Linked DNA regions of Arachis hypogaea: region 2 is linked to region 1. The links are chromatin contacts, called in public Hi-C maps. All regions are on one chromosome and are shown on one strand. The core of a region is the stretch at or near the end of the contact, and the rest is flanking DNA. Distances in the headings are between cores, read along the strand shown.

What was found. Hi-C and Micro-C count contacts between places; a contact is called where the count stands out from the background.
Region 2: a Hi-C map of an unstated tissue shows a contact between it and region 1, with 3 times the contacts expected there. The contact joins two enhancer-like sites. A contact is called at or near these places in 4 of 8 Hi-C or Micro-C datasets (leaf and an unstated tissue).

The regions. Positions count from the first base shown.
Region 1 is chr15:26,463,196-26,470,834 of arahy.Tifrunner.gnm2.J5K5, forward strand. No RefSeq gene overlaps it. Among protein-coding and RNA genes, the nearest start is that of LOC112750036, 12 kb to the left of the region's middle. Within about 2 kb of position 3,871, at least 2 of the 3 cell types and tissues checked have open chromatin away from gene starts, as enhancers often do.
Region 2 is chr15:26,509,113-26,516,751 of arahy.Tifrunner.gnm2.J5K5, forward strand. It overlaps LOC112750037 (probable alpha,alpha-trehalose-phosphate synthase [UDP-forming] 9), which reads left to right. Exons shown (of 5, transcript XM_025798539.3): 3 at 1-1,960; 4 at 2,062-2,335; 5 at 2,447-3,458. The coding sequence ends at 2,770. Among protein-coding and RNA genes, the nearest start is that of LOC112750037, 5.4 kb to the left of the region's middle. Within about 2 kb of position 3,604, at least 3 of the 3 cell types and tissues checked have open chromatin away from gene starts, as enhancers often do.

The DNA.
Region 1 (7,639 bases), core at 2,621-5,120:
TGGAGTTTGAAAACTCTATTTTTTATGGAGTTTCTTTCTTCTAAAAACTTTTACTGGGATTTTCAGGGTATTTTTCCTGATAAAAAAGATATCAAATTAAAATCATCAATCAAGATTAAAAGCAGTGGATTAAAAACACCTGAAATTCATTTTTGGAATTCAATGAACCAAATTTAAACCAAGAAAAGAACCGAATTTACCTAGCATTGGCCGGTGCATTTACAGACGGTGTGGAGCTCGTTTGAGTTTGTAAAGGTTCGCTACCCAAATTTACAGTTGGCAGTCTAAGCAAAAAAATAAATATTATTCAGTAAATCCAGAGGAAGTACAAGAGGTTTTAGGAAAAGTTAGCAAACAAAGAAAAAGAACTTGATAAAAGAAACCGAATCTTACATCTCGGATAAATCATTTCACGCCTCTGTCGAGTCAAAGTCATCCGGAGCAACATTTTTTTTTTCGAGCTCCATTATTTTTTCTCTTTGCTCTCTTTTCTTTTAATAGCTGCAATGCCTCTCTTCTTCTTTCGGCAGCGCTGACCTTTACTTGTTCACTTCTGAAAATTCATAAAATAAGTATCAATGAACCTAAAATAAAAGTATCAATGAACCGAAAATATGATTTTAGAAACTTACTTCTTTTCAGATTCAGTTTTACTTTCTGAATCTATTAGAACAAGCTTCCTTGATTTAGTTTGTTTTTTGGCAACCCTCTTCAATTGTTTTCTTTTCATTGTCGGTGTTTTTTCTATTTCTTTTTCTCTGCAACACATACAAACACATCGAATTTATACTGGAGACAGATATCACAGGTGTAATTTACTTAATAAGCACACACAAATAATTTTCAGCAAATAAAAATAAAACTAAATCAGATGAACATCATACAATCATATGAACCGAAAATAATCAATTCCGCAACTTACTGGTTGTTAGATTCACTTGTGCTCTCCAAATCTGTTAGAACAAGCTTCCTTTTTTTGCGTTCTTTTTTAACCACCTTCTGTGGTTGTTTTCTTTTTTTGTCGCTATTTTTTCAATTTCTTCTTCTTCTCCGCGATACATAAATACAAGCGCAAAAGAACAATTTTCAACAAATAGAAGCAAAATTAAACTAAATAAAAATCAAACAAACATAGCAATGAACCAAAAATAGTCATTTTCGAAACTTGTTAGTTTTCGGATTCACTTGTACTTTCTGAATCCATCGGACTGCTTATATTTTCAAATTCACTTGTGGTTTTTGAATTCATCGGAACAATCTTTTGTTTTTTCACCAGCCTCTGTTGACTTGTTCCTTTGGTTGGCAGTGTTTGACAGAGGAAAATTGTCGGTAAAGAATTTCACAAAAAATGTCGCATTGCAAGTATAGTTCTAAACCAACAAATTATCCTCGGTCAACGTTTAAATTATTTGTCACTTAAGCAAACCCAATAAAATTAACCGAAATACTTAAACCTCGAGTCGTCTCTCAAGGAATTGCAGGGAAGTATGTTTATTACTGGCTGTGGAAAAGTATATTTTTGGGTTTTGTAATAAGAAACAAGAAAGTAAAATGGCAAGAAAATAAACTAATAACTAAGAAAGCTCTTAGCAAGGAAAGAGAATTAGAAGTCCTATCCTCATTATCATCGTCAATTGTAATGGTAAATGTAAATTGCTTTCACTTAGTTATCCTCTAACAAATGAAGGAAAGTTAAGCGAGCAAAATCGACTTAAGTTCACAAGTCCTAATCAAAGACTAGATTTAGTGAGTCTCAAGCCAACTAGCAACTTTTAATCACCAATTAACAAAAGAATTTTGATAACTCAAGAGTCTCTAATAAATCAATCCAAGTCAAGAACATAAAAATCTAAATTAAAATCCACCCAAGCATTTTATCAAACACTTGGAAGGCATAAAATAAAAACATAGAAAATTTATAAGACATAGGAAATTATAAGACGAACCAAAGCAAAGAAATAACAATAACAAAGCAATTGAATAATAAGAAACATGAAACATAAATTGCATTAATGAAAATTGAGAGTAACACATGAACTCCTAAACTAAATTAGCAAAATAAAGGAATCAATAAGGAAAGTAGATAAGTAAAGTGTTAGAACAAATAAAAGTAAGAGAAAATTAAATTAAAATAAGACTGAAACCTAAACCTAAGGAGAAATTGGAAGAAGAAACCCTAAACTTAGAGAGAGGAGAGCCTCTCTCCCTAGAATTCTACATCTAAACCTAAAGTATGAATGAATGAAAGTGAATCTCCATGATCCATTCCGCTCCACTCCCCAGCCTCTAATCTGTATTTTCGGGCCTGAAACTGGGTCAAAAGCAGCCCAGAAATCGCCCACAGCGTTTTCTCGTAAATGAGGCACGTGACGCTCGTCACGCATACGCGTCATCCACGCGTGAGCGTCATTTGTCTGCTGCACCAGTCACACGTACACGCCGTCCACGTGTGCGCGTTGGCTCCAGCTTCTCAAATCCTCAATTTTCTTGTGTTCCTTCTACTTTGGCATGCTTCCTTTCTATCCTCTAAGCCAATCTTGCCCTATAAAACCTAAAAATACTTAACACACATATCACGGCATCGAATGGTAATAAGAGAAGATTACAAATTAGCAATTTTAAGGCCAAAGAAGCATGTTTTCAATCATAGCACAAAATTAGGAAGGAAACTTAAAAAACATGCAATTTATATGAATGTGTAAGAATAGTTGATAAAATCCACTCAATTTAATACAAAATAAACCGTAAAATAGTGGTTTATCAGTGTTTTCTCTGATTCAGAAAATTGTCTTCTTCCGAAGAAAAATCCAGAACAACAATTTTCTTTTTTTCTTTCTTCAGCTTTCCCTTCTCTTTCCTGTTCAGAAGCACTGTTTTCGACACCTTCTTTTCTTCTATCTTTCTCTCCCTTAGTTGTGCTCTGTACACAAGTCCCTAAAATACAAACTTATGTAGTTAGCAGAGTATTTTAGAAGCAACTGAACCGAATTTTTTAAGGGAAATTTTTGTTTTATTTACCATCGTATCAATTGCTTCCTTAGTTATCCGCTCGAGCATAAGACTCCGTGTCCAATGGGCCACCCACGGTCTCCTGAGTGTCTCAGGTGTATCCAGTCGAGGGAACTTAGATTCATGGAAATATATAATCATCAATACAAATATGCAGTCGTCAACGGACTGTTTCTTTCATAGTCTTTATTCTTATTTTTGTTTGTTTTTTCTTCTTCTTTTCGAAATCTTCTCGCGATTCTCCATTAAAAGCAGAGAACACAAACGCGTTTTGAGAGATTTTGAGAGAAATTTAAACTCCAGTAGTAGTTTCGAGGTTGAAGAAGGAACGTTTCATATTCAAGGCGTGAATGAATATGATAACGTTTTTGGAGAGGGTATAGATGCGTGTAATATACGCTCATTTAATGAGATTGAGTTTTTTTGGTATTAGACTAACTTGGATGAACTTAAATAAAAAAAATTATAGGAAAAATTTCAAGTGTACCAAGGAACACCGGTGTTTCAGTTGTTTTAACCGTTGATTTCAATTAATATATTATATATTTTTTTATAATTCAGATCAACGGTTAAAACAACTGGAATACCGGTATTTTCGGGACACTTAAAACTCTTCCAAAATTATATAGATGTGTAGTGCAACTATTTTCCTATATTGGAGTTCTTCAAAAAGTTGTTTCAGCCGCATAAGTTTTAATGAAGTTAATGTCTTAGCACGATATTTTGCTTTGAACACTAGATCGTGTAACCACATCTTGCTTCTTACTTCTCTTTTTTTTTTTTTTTTGGGTCAGTGGGCAAGGACGGATGAAACCGATCCAACCCAAACAACAACCCACAACCCACAAATTCAAACAATAACCTCTCCCTCTCTTGACTCACCCGCGCCACTCACTGGAGACCCAAAACAAGAACAGGGACCCATAGCAAGAGAAAATCAAATTCAACATTCATCTTCTTCTACAGGAAAGCTTCGACAAGTTGAGAGGATGGAGACTCTGGACTTTTTTTCTCTTATTTGCTTCGATAGATTGAAGCTCCAATTTTGCGGTAATTCTGCAGTCAAGTGAGCCACTTTATTTTCCTGTCTTAAGCCACACTTACTGCAAAAGAAATGCCTGGATGAGTGATCTTTGATTTGATAAGAGCCTCACATTTGGATCTATATAAGTAGGCCGACTTCTTTAAGGATATTCATAGCATATTTTCTCTCTCAAAGAACAATACCATTTTTGGAATACCGTCATTGTTACTTCCTGTAACCACAATATAGAGTTTTCATTCTTAGACTTACTAGCACCAATAGTAGCATAAGTAGCAATGGAAGTAGTGCCCAGAGAACTAGAAAGAAACAGAAAATAGAATCAAAAGAAAGGACAAAACAAGGAAGCAATGCTCCAGGAACACAAAGGAAGAATCACACAAACTGCAGATGAAAAGTGGTTGGTTGAATTTCTCTACGGATCAAGACGGCGCTAGAACGGTTCTAACAATAGCAAATGGTGGTTGGAATGTGTTTTATTGGGCTGCTGGAAAGAAGAACACGATAGAAAATATTCTAGTGATCGGAAAAAACACACATGATCCTAAAAAGAATATCACAAAAGGACAGTGGATCATGTTGGTACACAATAAATAAATTTTCTCTCTAAGCCCTGGCTACCATGTTAATGTTGAGAAAATAATAGAAAGAACTCATTGTTTTCATTTCAACCAAAATGACAAATTTATGGAGATATTTATCAACTACTATTATAAATACTAAACTACTAACTATCAACTATTTGCATAAAGGATAAGCTACAGTCTACCAACTACTATCTATATCTTGACTTTTAGTAGTTTTTATCCAGTTTTTCTAGTTAGAGCGTGCAAGGTTTGTGTCTATTGACTTTTTTTTCCTCTGATTTTAGCATCCTGGTTAGAGTTTGAAAAAAGTGGAAGTGATTTGAGGCCTCTTTTGGCATTGAGACAGTAGACAGCTTTGGTAGTATATGATTACTACTATTGGTTGTTATGATGAAATTATGCTACATTAGTTATTAATTTATTACACAACTTGGTAGAAATATTTAAAATTCAGTTTCGAACCAAACCTCTTTAACATATATTGTATTTATTTTCAATAGTATTTTATAAGAATTATCTATTGTATTTATAATGTCAGGGTTGTATTGTCTTTTTCTTTTTTAAGAAATGTATTAGAGAAATACTAGAAAATCATCAAAATTTATTATTTTTGGTTATCAGTTAGCTATCAATATTTAAAAGTATGGGATAAAGTATGTTGTTAAATTACTAAACTAATAAAACTAGACTAAAAGAATTGTGTTGATAATTAAGTAGGGGTGTTCATGGATCGGATCGTATCTGCAGATTCGCAGTAAATATCTGCATCTGATCCAAAAATTGCAGATACGATCCGAAACGCACATTGATCGGATAGGATCCGATCTGCACCCTTTACGGAGGTATTAAATGATATCTAGCTTCTTTTTCTCTGTTGGAAGCCAAGTTTTGTTATTGTAATGGACTAGGCCTACGTAAAATGATTTATCATAGGTTTTTGTATCGTAAATCTTTCGGGGCCGGGGAAATATGTATATTTGTGAACCTTTCGCTGGCTAAACCTAATAAATCCTCTGAAGCCAACCCCCCCCCCCCCCCTCCCAAAAAAAAAAAAGATATCGTTACTTTCACAAACGTACCTTTTTTAAACCCAAAACTACCAAACAAAAATAGTGTGAGCAAAACGGAAAGCAAGCCGAAGCCCTTCCAAAGGTTGGAATATTCTTAAGTATTCAAAACTTCATCTCAAAAAAAAAATGTATTCAAAACTTATAGCATATTCCTGAAGAATCAGAGAAATTCTCTACACCTAATCTAAAGTTTGGCATTTATGATTTTGGTGCTCTTGCTGAGACCCGAGTTAAAGATCAGACAAACCTACTTATAAATTTGATCAAGATTGATAATAAGGTTATTAAACTAAATATTGAATTAGTTTAACTTAAGAGTTTAATGTCCCTTAAAGAAGTGAAATTGCCAAAAAGAAAAGGGGATGTCAAAATGTGAACTCATCATATATAAACATCTATCAATTCTTAAAGGGATAACAACATTTATCTCATATCAATTATAACCAAATAAGTAATTTTAATAATATACAAATATGTACTAGAATTTTGAGTTAAATTCTCAACGGAGGTATCCTCATAACTCATAAGTCATAAGGCACACATATCTAGGATCCTTTAATAGTAGTGTAAATAAATTTGAGGAGACATCTTTCTTTTGGTTTTCCGAATTTCTCCTTGAATTTTGATTGTGATTTTTTTTTTCCACATAAATATAATACGCTCTGCTTTGGCCTCCTTCTTGTCTTGGCTTGTGGCTCCAACTTATTAATATTGTATTCTATTTTATATCATTCCTAAAGACTTGGTCTTCATTTTGATAAATCCTTATTTATTTCGAATAAAAGAACTAAAAGGTGGCATTAATTATTAAATAATAAATTAGTAATAATAAGGATGTTCAGTACGCATTCTCACCTAACAAAAATAACATTATTCCATGAATATTCCATATGTCCCCAAGATAATATCACTGAAAAAGAAACTTTTTGATTGGTCTACAAAGGCACCGTTGTAGCAAGGGGTGAATTTAATTTTATTTCTTTAGTATTAAGTATAATTATTCAATTTTCAATATTTAATTGTGATTTCATGTTTTTGTTTATTTGTTTATCGTTATTATAAAAGATTATTTTATTTTCATTTTCATAATGAAAAAACAAATTCACAAAATTTAATTCAACTCCATGCTTTTTTTTTTTTTTACTTTTTCTTTTTCCACTCTTATAGTGCATCAAATTCCCATGATTTGACATAAACAAGAAAATTGGTGTAATGGGAGACACACTACGGTCTTAGAATTTCAGATAATTTATTTAGGAAAACAAATTTGAAAAGAAAAAAAAAAAAAAAAAAAACTTTTCATATGATAAAGAAAGAGGAATATCCTTGCATTGATAGGGGAAAACATATCCATATAAGATAGATAATAATGTAATGCCAACAAAAAATGAAATATTGCAATCTATTTGGTCTTGCTTACTGGAGTAGTAGTCCTTTACTCACTCATTGTTTTGTACACTAACTACTAATAAAGCCAATGCAAGCCTATCTTTGAAACAAAGAAAATAAGAAATAGAATGAATACTACCCGAACAATGACATTGACATGAAACATCAAAGTTGGAAGGAAAAAAAATACAAACAAACAAACAAAAAAAGAAGAAATTAGATTATAGGTCAAACCTCTTTCATTAGTCTTACCAAGAGTAATGTGAACACTTAAAAAAAAAAAAAAAAAGCTGAAAGATATGGTATATAGAATTTAGGTAGCTAGAAAGTAGAAAGATATTAATGGCCACTTGGCCACATCTGTTTTCCACTTGTTTGATATGATAATAAAGTATACTTTTCAAGCATTATTTAAATTGTAGTTTAAGATTAAAAACTGTATTTAATCAATTTAATTTTATCAAGAATATTATATTATAATAATAAATTCAAATTTAATCCACATTCCTTGGTTTTTTTTTATTTCAATGAAACTAACAATA
Region 2 (7,639 bases), core at 2,354-4,853, 46 kb after region 1:
TTCTAGACTTAGCTGGAGATTTACTCGGTATTCCAAATACCCCAAGAACTATTCCTAGGGTTATGACTGTTCCAGGAGTTATTTCTGATCTGGATGCCTGTGGTAGAAATGATGCTGATTCAGATGTTAGTTCATCTGGGTGTCGGGAGAGGAGAATCATAGTGGCAAACATGTTGCCATTGCAGGCCAAAAGAGATATAGATACTGGTAAATGGTGCTTCAGTTGGGACGAGGATTCAATCTTATTACAATTAAAGGACGGTTTTTCTTCTGAGACCGAAGTGATTTACGTGGGATCCCTCAAAGTTGAAATAGATGCTAATGAGCAGGAAGAAATTGCTCAGAAATTACTGGAGGATTTTAATTGCGTGCCTACCTTTCTTCCCCATGATCTACAGAAAAAGTTTTATCTTGGTTTTTGTAAGCAGCAACTTTGGCCTCTCTTTCATTATATGCTTCCTATATGCCCTGATCATGGTGACCGCTTCGACCGTGTGCTCTGGCAGGCTTATGTTTCTGCAAATAAAATATTTGCAGACAAGGTGATGGAAATAATCAATCCTGATGAGGATTTTGTTTGGGTTCATGACTACCACTTGATGGTTTTGCCTACGTTCTTGAGGAAGCGGTATAATCGAGTAAAACTTGGATTCTTTCTCCACAGTCCTTTCCCTTCATCTGAAATTTACCGAACTCTGCCAGTAAGGGATGAAATTCTCAGGGGATTATTGAATTCTGATTTGATCGGTTTCCATACTTTTGATTATGCTCGCCACTTTCTCTCTTGCTGCAGTAGAATGCTAGGCCTAGATTATGAATCTAAACGAGGACATATAGGACTCGATTACTTTGGCCGAACTATATTTATAAAAATTTTGCCTGTAGGCATTCACATGGGCAGGCTTGAGTCAGTATTAAATCTTCATTCTACGTCTGCTAAATTAAAAGAAATTCAGGAAGAGTTTAAGGGTAAGAAGGTGATTCTTGGTGTTGATGACATGGATATTTTTAAGGGAATCAGTTTGAAGCTTCTTGCTGTGGAGCAGCTGCTAGAGCAGAATCCAGATCTGCAGGGAAAAGTTGTCCTAGTTCAGATTGTGAATCCTGCAAGGGGCTCAGGGAAGGATGTTCAGGAAGCAAAGAAAGAAACCTATTCAATTGTCCAGAGAATCAATGTCACTTATGGTTCAACCAATTATCGGCCGGTTGTATTGATTGACCGTCATGTTGCTCGATTTGAGAAGAGTGCCTACTATGCTGTTGCAGAATGTTGCATTGTTAATGCTGTGAGGGATGGCATGAACTTAGTCCCATATAAATATATTGTCTGTAGACAAGGAACTGAACAACTGGATAAAACATTGGGTAGAACAGCTGATTCTCCTCGTTCAAGCATGCTTGTTGTGTCTGAGTTTATTGGTTGTTCTCCTTCTCTAAGTGGGGCTATCAGGGTCAATCCCTGGGACATAGATGCTGTGGCTGATGCTTTGAATTCAGCACTCACTATGAATGATTCAGAGAAGCAATTGAGGCATGAGAAACACTACCGATATGTCAGTTCTCATGATGTGGCATATTGGGCACGCAGCTTTATGCAGGATTTGGAAAGAGCATGCAAAGATCACTATACCAAAAGGTGCTGGGTAATAGGGTTGGGCCTGGGGGTTAGAGTTGTTTCCCTTTCTCCTGGTTTTAGGAAGTTGTCCATTGATCACATCGTTTCAGCTTACAAAAGAACCAGTAGGCGGGCCATATTTCTTGATTATGATGGTACTCTTGTACCACAATCATCTATAAGTAAAATTCCCAGCCCTGAAGTTATCTCTGTGCTAAATGCTTTGTGTAATGATGCCAAAAACATTGTGTACATTGTTAGTGGGAGGGGAAGAGATTCTCTATGTGAGTGGTTTATATCTTGCAAAATGATTGGACTGGCGGCTGAACATGGCTACTTTTTAAGGTTTGCATTACACTTTTCACTTTTTATCACCCCCTCCCTCAAATTTAAAAAAAGAAAAAAAGAAAAAAAGACTGACTGCATATTTCTTTTCTGGTTTTCAGGAGCAATCAAGATTCTGAATGGGAAATGAGTCATTTATCAGCGGATCTAGAGTGGAAAAAGGTTGTGGAGCCCATTATGCAGTCATATACAGAGGCAACTGATGGGTCAAATATTGAAATTAAGGAGAGTGCTTTGGTGTGGCATCATCGAGATGCAGACCCTGATTTCGGCTCTTGCCAAGCCAAAGAGTTATTGAGCCACTTAGAAAGTGTGCTTACCAATGAACCTGCAGTTGTTAAAAGGGGCCAGCATATTGTTGAAGTTATGCCACAGGTGCATTTTTAAAATCCTGTTATTCTTTGATCTAATTATATAAATGTGAAAGCTAAATAGCTCATAAGCTGAAATGGACTTAGTATTCAAATCTTGCTTTGCTTTCTGCAGGGTATAAGCAAAGGTCAGGTAGCTGAAAAGGTTCTTACGAATATGGTTAATGGTGGTAATTCACCGGATTTTGTGTTGTGCATTGGAGATGATATTTCTGATGAAGACATGTTTGAGAGCATATCAAGGACAGTGTCATGCCCATCATTCCAAGTAGCCCCAGATATCTTTGCCTGCACTGTTGGTCGCAAGCCGAGCAAGGCCAAGTATTATCTTGATGATTCTGCAGATGTCATTAAGTTGCTGCAGGGACTCGGTTCTTCATCTAATCCAAAACCCAGGCATTTACCACATTTCCAGGTTTCTTTTGAAAGCACAGTTTGAGTTGGAATAAAGCAAGACATCATTATTGGTTCCTTATGGTGCTCTAATGACGAGTTCTTCACCCGTGAATCAGATCTTTGGTTATTTATCTTGTGGACAAATAACTAGATTTAGTTTTTTATATCTATTTCATTCAGTTTTTGAATTAGATGATGACATGTGGACATTTTTCCTGAGCTAAAAATGGAGTGGAAGTTTTTATGGACAGGTTACACGTGTAATTTACACGTTAAACTCACCATGAGAATTTCCACCTCCTGGTTAACCCTTCAACCAAACATGCACTAAAAAGCAAAAAGAATATACTTATCTCAAGAAAAGAGTACTCACATGTCTTTATTTAATTTGAGAATTGGATGGAGTGCATATAGAGAACTTTATCTAACATTTTACCTTTAATCTTGGCCTGACACGTGGTGGGACCTTGCTTGTGCAAATGTGATTCTTTGCACCTGAACTGGTTTTGCATGCATTGAAGACTTCACGATTCTGATGTACATGGCAAAATTGGTTACACCAATTGTTTATATTTGCTGGTGACACCTAATTATGCTAAAGTTGTGCTTCGAATTGTAGACCATATAGATTGTTTTGCATTGAACAAGGGGGCACCATAACTTGTACAGTTACACTTTTTGTTAACTATATACATAATATACCCATATGGTGTGAGATCTCTTGTTCCAAATAATCCCTTTTCCGTGACCAAATAGATGCAAAAAATTCCTTGGAATCTCAAACTATTGTAATGAAATGGTTCTTTTTAGGGCGGTGGATACTTTTAACACCAGCCACAGATTGGATTTTTGACAAAAATATTTTAAAGTTGAGCTTTTTAATGAAGGTTATAGTTATAGGCCAATTACGGGGTGGTCATGAAAGTATGGCTAGTTGGTGGCAGGCAAAGAATTTTTTCAACTGTTTTGTTTGTGACACGGAAGGATTAGCTGTGTCCCAATACAACCGAGTAAAAGCTTTCCAACTGTCTGTCAAATATATCAAATATCACAATTCTTAGGTTTTACACTTTAGAGAATAAAGTGAAATTTCTTATCATTCAATGTTTTTTTCTTTTGTTTTTTCTTGGTTCTACCTATGAAATAAGTAGTGATAGATCATACTTTATATTCTAAAGTAAAATTTAAAATTTAAAAAATCCAAATCCTTAGCATTTACCACAGCCTATAAAAAGTTTGAGTTTTTCTATCATCCCTTCGTTGGATCAAGAGTCATTTATTTGTCAAATACGATTATTTAGATGTTCAAAAATATTTTAGATTAGAAGTGTAGTTTATGCTGTAAACAGATGTTTATAAAGTCCAACCATTCATTTTGTTTGTGATATAAGTAAGGGAAAAAGATTTTTAAACAAAAAAAAATTGATAAAATAATAAAATAAAAAATTATTTATTATCAAATTTATAATTTTTATAATGTGCGAGTTTTATCATTTTGATTTAAAAATAATTAGTTTATTTTTTTATTTTACCAACTTTTTAATTTTACATGATTTTGATTCATCAATAATAAGGCTTAGCATTTGTTACTTTCCAATTCATTTGATGTTCTTTTTACCGAGGTTGGAACTTTATATCCATAGTTATCAGAACTGAACCGGTAATTGATCCGATCATACGACTGGGTCACTAGATTACTGGTTCAACCGGTGGGTCACTGATTTACCCGGTTGACCCGGTCATAATTAAATAAAAATATAAAATTATAAAAATAAAATTAGAATTAAAAATTAAATGCATATTTTTAAAAATATATTAATAACAATTAAATATCAATTCTTAGATATAATTTATAATGTAAAAAAAGATAATAAATTAGTTATTAATACAAAATATTTTTTCAATTTTAATAAATAAAAAATAAAAGATAACACAATCAATATCAATATATCAATATATTTGTATACTATGTGTTGTTACTTGTTTGGTATCCATGTAAATCCATACGTTAAAAAATAAAAAAATAAAAAATCATTACGTTTTGTTATATATATAATTTTTGTCATATTTATAAGTAAGAATCAAGTTTGCCACAGTGGGAAGGGAAAGGTTGGATTTTGGCGCAGCTCCGTGTTCGAAACCGACCGATTTTTAACGGGTTTGACCACCGTTGACCGGTTCGAATGCTTATCCGGTCCAATCTACCAACCGAACCGGCCAGACTATCAGTTTACCGGTTTTTCGGTCGAACCGGCCGGTCCGGTCCGGTTCTGATAACTATGTTTATATCTCAACCTTTTCATTTTACATGAATTTTACATGATTTTTTTTACTCATGGTATCTTTTAGTTTGACTAAAGATCAATTTTTGTGGGTCAAAGTTTCATTTAAAAATTTATTGTTAGTTAATAGATTACTGCATACACAACATGAATTCGAATTTTTAATATCTATTTAAACAAATTATTATTTAACTACTAGGCCAATTTGATTCTTCAATAAGGTGGTTTATCTTCTGTGTTTTTAATGTAGTTCTACATCTAGTTAGACACGTTTTTCTCTCTTTCTTTTATTTAATCCAATATTCTTATTTTTAAATAGAAATTAACTTCCATATATATATATATATATAGAGAAAGTATAGGGAGTCAATGACCTAGAGATATGATTATTAGTGTTACATTATCCTATTAGGTTACGCTTTTGGGATGAGTGGTTTCAGGACATGATATTAGAGTTCCAGATCCAGAAGGTCAAGAGTTCGAACCTTAGTGAACCTAAAATTAACTTTTTATAACATGAGATGTTTATTATCCCTAGTATCCGGATGGTTATCCCTGGTATCTGGATGGTTGTACACTTAGGCCATTGGCTGAAAAAGGTGTCCTTATATGAGAAATGAGAGGTTTAATTATAACCATTAGATCCAAATAAATGACTAGGATTAAACCGCAATAGATTTTTACAAATTTTTTTACTCAAAAGGGTAAAGGATAATCTTTCACTATTAATTTTATAAGTGGGATAAAAAAATATGAAAAAAAAAGTATTGAAGGGTTAAAGATCACACTTTACTACCTCAATTGAAAAAAAAAAATTAAGAGGATATATTTTCGAATCAAACTATAAAGTTTAGAGAGAGAATGTGTGTAATTAATGTGTTTAAAATTAGAGAGAAGTTTGCTACATATCCAAGTTTTTTTGACAACTAAGTCCAATCAAATTAGTCAAAACACAACAAATATCAGTTTCATTAGTGAGAGCGTGAATACACGCTCCAACTTCCTTGTAACTAACGTGAATGTGAACGTTCATATCTTTCTTCTTTTTCGCGTTCTTCCTTCTTCTACGCGTTCTTCCTTTTTCTTTTTCGCGTATTTTTTCTCATAATTATTTTATTATTGCTGCTGTTATTGCTGCATTATTTTCTTTTCCTCCTTTTCTTTCTAGTAATTTTGTAGCTTTGATTTTTTCTTCTATTTCTTTTGGTTTTATTCCTTTTATGAGAATGAAACAAGAAAAATTATAAAAAAATTGAAACAAGAAAAAGAAGATGAAAAAAAAGCAGAAGATAAAGAGAAGAAAGAGGAAGAATTTTGAATTATGCAAAACTTATAATAAGAAATAACACCGAAATTTCTTAACAATTAACAATAACACAAATTTTTTCATTTTTACACCGAAATGTTGCTACAAAAGCGCAAAAAATGTCTTCTTTAATGCTGTATTTTTTTCTTCTTTCTCTTTCTTTCTTTTTTCTATTGCTCTTATTTCTTTTTTAGGAGTATTGCTTCTCATATTAGACTTGAATGAACATGTTTGTAATGTATTGTAATCTTATTTAGTTGAATGAATGTAGGGTCATCATCTTTCTAGTAATTTTGAAGCATTATGTATTTTTTCTTCTTCATTGCTTGATTTTATTTTTTTATTCTTGTTAAGAGAGTAAAACAAAAAAAAAATATGAGAAGATAAAACAAGAAGAAAAAGATAAATAAAAAAAGAAGAAGAGGATGATGATGAAGAAGAAGAAAAACAACAAGAAGAAGAAGAAGCAGTAGAAGATGAAGAGAAGAAAGAGAAAGAGTTTCGAATTATGCAGAATTTATCCGAATAAATAACATCGAAATTTCTTAACAATAACACATAAATTTCTTCGTTTTTATACCAAAATTTTGCTACAAAAGCACAAAAATATCTTCTTTTAATGCTGCATTTTTTTTCTGTTGCTCTTATTTTTTTAGGAGCATTGCTTCTCATATTAGATTTGAATGAACATGTTTGTAATGTATTACAATCTTATTTGACTGAATGAATGTAGGTTCATCCTCTTTTAAGTAATTTTGTAGCATTATATATTTCTTCTTCTTCTTTATTTGATTTTTTTTTGTTTTTATTCTTGTTAAGAGAGTAAAAAAAGAAGAAACATGAGAAGGTAAAACAAAAAACAAAAGATGAATAAATAAAAAAGTTGATGATGAAAAAGATGAAAAAGAAGAAGAAGCAATAGAAGATAAGGAGGAGAAAGAGGAAGAGTTTTGAATTACGTAGAATTTATCAGAATAAATAACATTGAAATTTTTTCAACAATAACACATAAACTTTCTTAAATTTTACACCGAAATTTTACTACAAAAACTCAAAAATGTCTTTTTTAATGCCGCATTCTTCTTTCTTTCTTTCTTTCTTTCTTTCTTTTTTCTGTTGCTTTTATTTCTTTTTTATAGAAACATTACTTCTCATATTAGATTTGAATTGAATGAACATGTTTGTAGTGTATTGCAATCTTAGTTGAATGAATGTAGATTTATTATCTTTCTTGTAATTTTATAGCATTATGTGTTTTTTCTTCTTTTTGGTTTGATTTTTTTCTTGCTTAGAGAATAAAACAAGAAGAAACATGAGAAGGTAA